Regions from separate parts of the Hordeum vulgare genome. Here region 1 is linked to region 2. A link is a contact called in public Hi-C data. All regions are on one chromosome and are shown on one strand. The core of a region is the stretch at or near the end of the contact, and the rest is flanking DNA. Distances in the headings are between cores, read along the strand shown.

What was found. Hi-C and Micro-C count contacts between places; a contact is called where the count stands out from the background.
Region 1: a contact with region 2 is called in a Hi-C map of leaf, with 2.9 times the contacts expected there. The contact joins two enhancer-like sites. A contact is called at or near these places in 4 of 6 Hi-C or Micro-C datasets (leaf and seedling).

Annotation. Positions count from the first base shown.
Region 1 is chr2H:568,815,077-568,818,364 of MorexV3_pseudomolecules_assembly, reverse strand. No RefSeq gene overlaps it. Among protein-coding and RNA genes, the nearest start is that of LOC123430577, 49 kb to the left of the region's middle. Within about 2 kb of position 1,799, at least 2 of the 3 cell types and tissues checked have open chromatin away from gene starts, as enhancers often do. A contact at or near this core is called in leaf, where this site is marked.
Region 2 is chr2H:568,538,999-568,542,574 of MorexV3_pseudomolecules_assembly, reverse strand. No RefSeq gene overlaps it. Among protein-coding and RNA genes, the nearest start is that of LOC123427341, 56 kb to the left of the region's middle. Within about 2 kb of position 1,839, at least 2 of the 3 cell types and tissues checked have open chromatin away from gene starts, as enhancers often do. A contact at or near this core is called in leaf, where this site is marked.

The DNA of each region.
Region 1 (3,288 bases), core at 550-3,049, 280 kb before region 2:
TTCGGAGATACCTGTAGAGCATCTTTATAGTCACCCAGTTACGTTGCGACGTTTGATACACACAAAGCATTCCTCCGGTGTCAGTGAGTTATATGATCTCATGGTCATAGGAATAAATACTTGACACGCAGAAAACAGTAGCAACAAAATGACACGATCAACATGCTACGTCTATTAGTTTGGGTCTAGTCCATCACGTGATTCTCCTAATGACGTGATCCAGTTATCAAGCAACAACACCTTGTTCATAATCAAAAGACACTGACTATCTTTGATCAACTGGCTAGCCAACTAGAGGCTTGCTAGGGACGGTGTTTTGTCTATGTATCCACACATGTAAATGAGTCTTCATTCAATACAATTATAGCATGGACAATAAACGATTATCTTGATACAGGAATTATAATAATAATTATATTTATTATTGCCTCTAAGGCATAATTCCAACAAACACCACCTTCAGTTTGTCATCTGATCCCACATTCTCTATCCCATGAGTGAAATAAGATAACAGTCCATTGATCAATTCACGTAGCCTCTTTGTTTTGCTTTGCTTGTCCCGCTCAATTTCTCATCATGGTGGAATTAACAATGGACGGGTTGATTTCTTAACAAAATAAGATAGGACTGACTACATTAGTTAGTTAGCTTATTATTTTAATAAATCAAAATGATTATAAAAGATTAAAAGCGTGTGGTATTTTTTTTCTCCCGTGGCAACGCATGGGCCCTTTTGCTAGTCTTTAATAAAAGGGAAAAGCAAAACTGAAACCAAAACATCCTGTGCCAGGACTAGGGAACGCCTATCTCTCGTGTTACGCGAGAGGAGTCACTGAGTCGCTGAAGGGAACCGCTAGTCGGGCCAGCCCACGCGTGCGGGGAACTCCAACCAGTTCTCCGTTTGCTTTTATTTTCACTTTTTTTGTTTTTTTTACTTTTGTCTCTAATCTGAAAATTTTACAAATATATATATTACAAAAGAACTCTTAAGAAATATTTAAAATATATTTATTCCACAATGAATTTAGAATGTTGCCAATTATTTGAAAAATGTTAAACAAATATTCTAAAAATACGAAAGAAATATTTGAAAAAATGTTGGTCATGCATATAAAAGTATGGAACAAGTATTTGGCAAATGTCCTACTAGTATTTAAAAATGTTGGGAAATATTAAAAAATGTTGAACAAGTATTTAAAATTAATATTGAATAAGTATTTGAAAACAATGTTGGTCATGTGTATCAAAATGTTAAATAAGTATTTAAAGAATGTTGAACAAGTTTTAGACAATTGTTGAACAAGTATTTTGAAAGAAATATTGATCATGTGTATTAAAATGTTCAACAAGTATTCAAAAATGTTTAAAAAGTATTTCAAAAAATGTATAAGAACAAAATAAAATAGAAAAATGGAAATAAAAACAAAAATAACAGAGAATCCAATTTTTTTTATAAAAGTAAAACAAAGAAAAAATAAAAGTAAAACAAAGAAAACAAAATGCAAAAAGGAATGAAAAACGGAGTAGAAAATAAAAGATATATTAGAAAACCAAGACAAAAACCTAGGTCTAATGGTCTCAAGTTGGGCTCTCCCCTTCCACCTAACAAGGTTGCGAGTTGGACGGGTGCCTAATAGCGAGTGTGAACTGCATGTAGATCACTGGTTCTACCTTTGTACGCTTCTCTTTTTTACTTCAAATAGACTCGCGCACGAATTGGGCTGGCCCAGTTACGTTGGAACCTTCAGTGAGGCATCCTGCAGCAATCGCTTAATCCGATAAATAGTGGCGGCATTTTCTATTTGGCGCCAGTTAAGGTACATTTTTGTTAACTGGTGCCTATGACGTTCGAACTGGGCCGGCCGATATAGATGTTTGTCTTTTGTTTTAGAAATCTTTGAACTTTTTTGAATATCGATGAACTTTTTTAAAATTTTAACGAATACTTTTTAAAATTGATGAACTTGTTTGAATATCAATATTTTTTTTGAAATTGATGAAATATATTTGTAAATGGATGAACTTTTTAAAGGTTTATGAACTTTTTTCAGTTCAACGAACTTTTAGAAAAAAGATACAGGAACTATTTTTTTAATTTTTATGAACTTTTGTATATTTATTGAAATTTATAAATATTTAGTGATTTTTCCTAAAATGGATGAACTTTTTTTCATTTATAGTGAACTTATTTTTAAATTGATGATTTGTTTTAAGATATGAACTTTTTTTCCAAATGGATGAACCTTTTTTCTTTAAATCTGTACACATTTTTTGATTTTATAGTTTTTCCGTAACAAAAAGGTCTACAAATAGAAAAAAATCTGGACAGCACTCTAGCTGGCCGTCCATTCTAGCAGAACTGCAGGCGCCGGATCGTTCACTTGCGACGGCAGTGCTGCATAGGACTATGTGCTGCTTGTACCGATTCATATTAGGAATCGCCAACAATGGATGGTTACCAGACTTCTAATTTGTGGTTGTTCAGTTTACCATGTTGTTGTTTATTTTCATTTTCATTTTTTTCTTAAGTCTTTTTTTTTGTTTTTGTTGGTTTTATTTTGTCCTAGTTTGCTTTTCATTTTGTTTTGTCAACATATATCTATGTTTGGCTTACACCTTATTCATTTTTAGTATACATCAGTATGATTTTCTATAAACGTTAAAGAATCAAATATATAGTTTTATACCTCACTTTTGTATACCTCTTGTATTTTTTTATTCATCTAAAATATTTTATTATATATACTTTACATTTTTACGTACATGATAAACTTTTTTAATACTTTTTCATTTTTGTGAATACATGTTAAAACATGTTTTGTATGATACGAGACATTATTTTTTTAACTGTGAATTTTTTGATACATTGGATAAACATTTTCTTAAATGACACAAACAATATTTTTGAACCAGATGAACATTGTTCAGAATGTAACGTCTATGGTTTTGAATGGTACGAAATATATTTTAAAATTATAAAAATATTTATTTACTTTTTATATTACTTGTTTTAATGTGGCATATGTTTTTTAAACATGTGAACATTTTATAAAAAAAGTTGAATGGTGAAAAAGTTTTTTGAATGTTGAGCGGACATGTTTACACTATATTTACATTTTTTAGTGTGGGATGATCAATTAAAAATAATAATAATAATTTAGAATATATGTATTTAATATTCTACACCGCACTCGCATGATACAGCCAACAATAAGCTTGTGACGAACACCATAATTGGTTCGGCCACCCCTATCATGGTCATCCAAAACGTCTCTCTCGTGGTCTCGG
Region 2 (3,576 bases), core at 590-3,089:
AAACTAAATCTAGTTAAAATACATTGCAACCATTTCTACGACAATATGAGTATCACAACGTTGATAGGGTACAAACCAAAAGTCATGTGTTAAGCTGGAAGGAAAACAACGTGAATAGGCTCCTCTCCATATCTTCTCCAGACAACGTGAATAGGACCTTACGGGGCTATGAATAGAGTAGGCGCCTCTCCATATCTTCTCCAGACAACCAAGCCGATGGAGAAGAGAGAGGAAGAGAAGGTCGCGGAAGAGGTAGAGAAAGAAATATGAGAGAGAGGGAGCAAGGGAGGGAGTGCTAGAAAGAAAATGGAGAGTAGGCTCAATGCTTACGCAGAGAAAGTTGAACGCTGTTTTGAAGGAAAAATCAGTTATCTTCTAAAAACTGTAATTTTTCCATATTACTGTTGATAACATTAAGTATTTACTAGGTTTCTTTTGGATATTTTTTAATCTATTCACTTTAATAGCCATGATCTCCAAATCCATTCGCTTATAAGCTTAATTTTTACCACATTGGTACTGGAAACATGCATTGCTTACTATAAGTTCTCTGGATTTTCACAGAAATATCAAAATTTGAACCAAATTTTGAATCTTTTCACTAAAATAGCCATTATCTCCAAATCCTCTTGTCCAAATAAGCTCAAGTTTCTCAGATTACTGGTGGAAGCATGGGCTATTTATTAGAATATTTTTGGATTTCTTGAAAAATATTAAATTTTGAGGGGAAAATGGTTCTACCAATTTAAAGAGACAATATGTGCCAAACATGTTCTCAAATTGGCATGAAATTTCTCAAGAGCATTATTAATAGCATGATTTACCATACAACAAAGTATCATATAATCCGCACACCAATTCACCATTTGGGCAAATGTATTAGAACTACTCCAAACCGACTATGCAAAGTCTTCTTTCTCTTCATTTAAAAAAATGAAACAATGATGGAAATTAGTTCATGGTTTAATTATAACTAGAATTACACTAGCTACTCACTATAAGTCTAGAACTAAACAAGCTAATGACTATAACTAACTAAACTAGCTACTGACTATAACTAACCAAAGTAGCTACTCGACTAAGGCCATGTTTGGAACCATTCAGATTATATAATCCAGTTTTTATAATCTATTATGTCTTCAAACAGGATAAATCATGGTGTAGATTATAAAAACTAGATGAACAGATTATTAAAAACTCATAATCTACTCTACCCCAGCTAAAATCAGATTAGGGATTGTAATGACCCATTGCCCTTGTAAAGTTGGAGATAATTACATTTCTGCCACCACCATCCTCCTCTTTTTAAAAAACCAGAGGGCAAATAGGTCATTATGCAATATAAAATCTGGATTATAGTTTATATAATCTGGTCTCCAAACATGTCCACCTAAATTGTTTTTATAAAGCAGATTACATAATCTATGTTCGTAATCCAGATTATTATAATCTATTATGGTTTCAAACAGGGCCTAACCAGTGAACAAACAAATTAGAAAGAGTCAAAGACAGTGCCTTATGTTAGACGATAGAGAATCCTGCTACTCAATGATATGGCAAGCGACGGGTGACGACGGATCCGCGGAGCTATAAAGGACACTGGGCGACGAGCTCCCCGACAGCACGACTCCATCGATGGCGGTGCCCAATAGGTAAGCGGCGCCTGACGTCCGACCGAGAGGTGGCGTCCAGCGGTTAGGTTTGGTGGCTCCTGCTTGTACGTCTAGTGGTGGTTGCTAAGTCACTGATTTTTTTCTTTGATGGGCTGGCTGTTGGGCTACTTGTTTTGGGTTGGGCCTAACAGATATGATAAAGCCTAGTAGTAAAAAAAGTTTCACGAATTTGGAGGGTAGACTCGAGCCCAACCCAAAGAGGCTCGAGTCTATCCTAACTTTTTTTATACTATAAATGGGAATATCCTATTTGACGCTTTTTGCGTCGAACTGTCGGGCAAACGCACAGGAAAACCACACAAGCGATTGTACATGGCCCGGCCCGTTAACATGTTTGATCCCGGTTTTGGAAACCTTCTAGATGTTTCCAACCGGGTTTTTTCGGCTTCAGGAAACTTCTAGAAGGTTCACCGAACCGGTTTTTTTTGTTTCTTTTTCTGTTTTTTTCTATTTTTTTTGTTTCTGTTTCTAAAAATTATCTGAATTATCAGAAAATGTTCTCAATTATCAAAAAATGTTCTCGATACTAAAATAAAATATATTTTTTGTTTTCTATTTGTTTTTTTCTATTTCTATTTCAAAAATGTTCCTGGTTTTCAAAAAATGTTTCGTAATTTGAAAAAATGTTCCTAAATTGAAACAATGTTTCGTAATTGGAAAAAATATTCCTGAATCTGAAAAAATGTGCTGAAATTTGACAAAATGTTCTGGAATTTTTATAAAAAAGTTTCGGATTTTCCGAAAAATGTTTTGGAATATGGAAAAATGTTCCAGAATTTTGAAAAAACATTCCGGAATTGCAACAAAATGTGACGGAATATGTAAAAATGTTCTGGAATTTTATAAAAATGTTTCATATTTTCGAAAAATATATTCTGGAATTTGAGAAAAGGTTACATAATTTGAAAAAATGATCCGGAATTTGAAAATTGTTCTGGAATTTTATAAAATATTTTTGAATTTGCAAAATGTTCCGGTATTTTTATAAAAAATATTTCGGATTTTCAGAAAAATGTTCGGGAAGTGAAAAAATGTTCCGGAATCTGACAAAAATGTTTGTGAATTTGAAAAGGAGGTCTGGAATTTTCAGAAAAATGTTCGGGAAGTGAAAAAATGTTCCGGAATTTGAGAAATATTCCTTATTTTGAAAAAAATGTTCTGGAATTTGAAAAGATGTTTTAAAATATTCATATTTTTGAAAAATGTTCGCGCATTCGAAACAATGTTTCTTATTTTCAAAATATAATAAAAAGTTCGGAAAAATGTTCCAGAAATCAAAAACTGTTCAATGTTTTTTGAAAAGAGGTTCGCGTATTTGAAAAACTCTTCATGTTTTCAGAAAAATATTCAATTTCAAATGAAATCGAATTTTGAAATGGTTCGTCTTTTAAAAAATGCACTAGCTACAGAACCATTTGCTCGCATGTATTTTTTTACTGTATTTTCGATCTGGCGCTATTGGGCCAGCCCAAGTCTTAGTCGCCCTGTGCGTTTCCACGGCAGTCGGACGCAGAACGCGTCGTATAGGAGCTCCCCTGAAATGAAGGAGGCTCGATGGCGAATTGCCACAAGTGCATAAACCAAGTTCTTCCTCACTCGATAATATTTGAAAGTTTAGGTTTCTCCAAAATATTACTCGAGGCCTAGTAATAATATTTTAAAGTTGAGGTTTCTCCAAAATATTACTCGTTTACCTAAATAATCGTTTTTAGAAAAATGAAGCTAGTTTTTTTCTAACAACAATTATTTAGATACGAAGGAAGTAGAATAAATCTATAGAAAATTGTACTATCCACAATACCCAATAAATAGTACGCCCTTCATTTCAAAATAAATGTCTCGATTTTATATTAATTTAGTATAAAATTGTATTCCATCCTTTCCAAAAAATGACTTAGGTTTT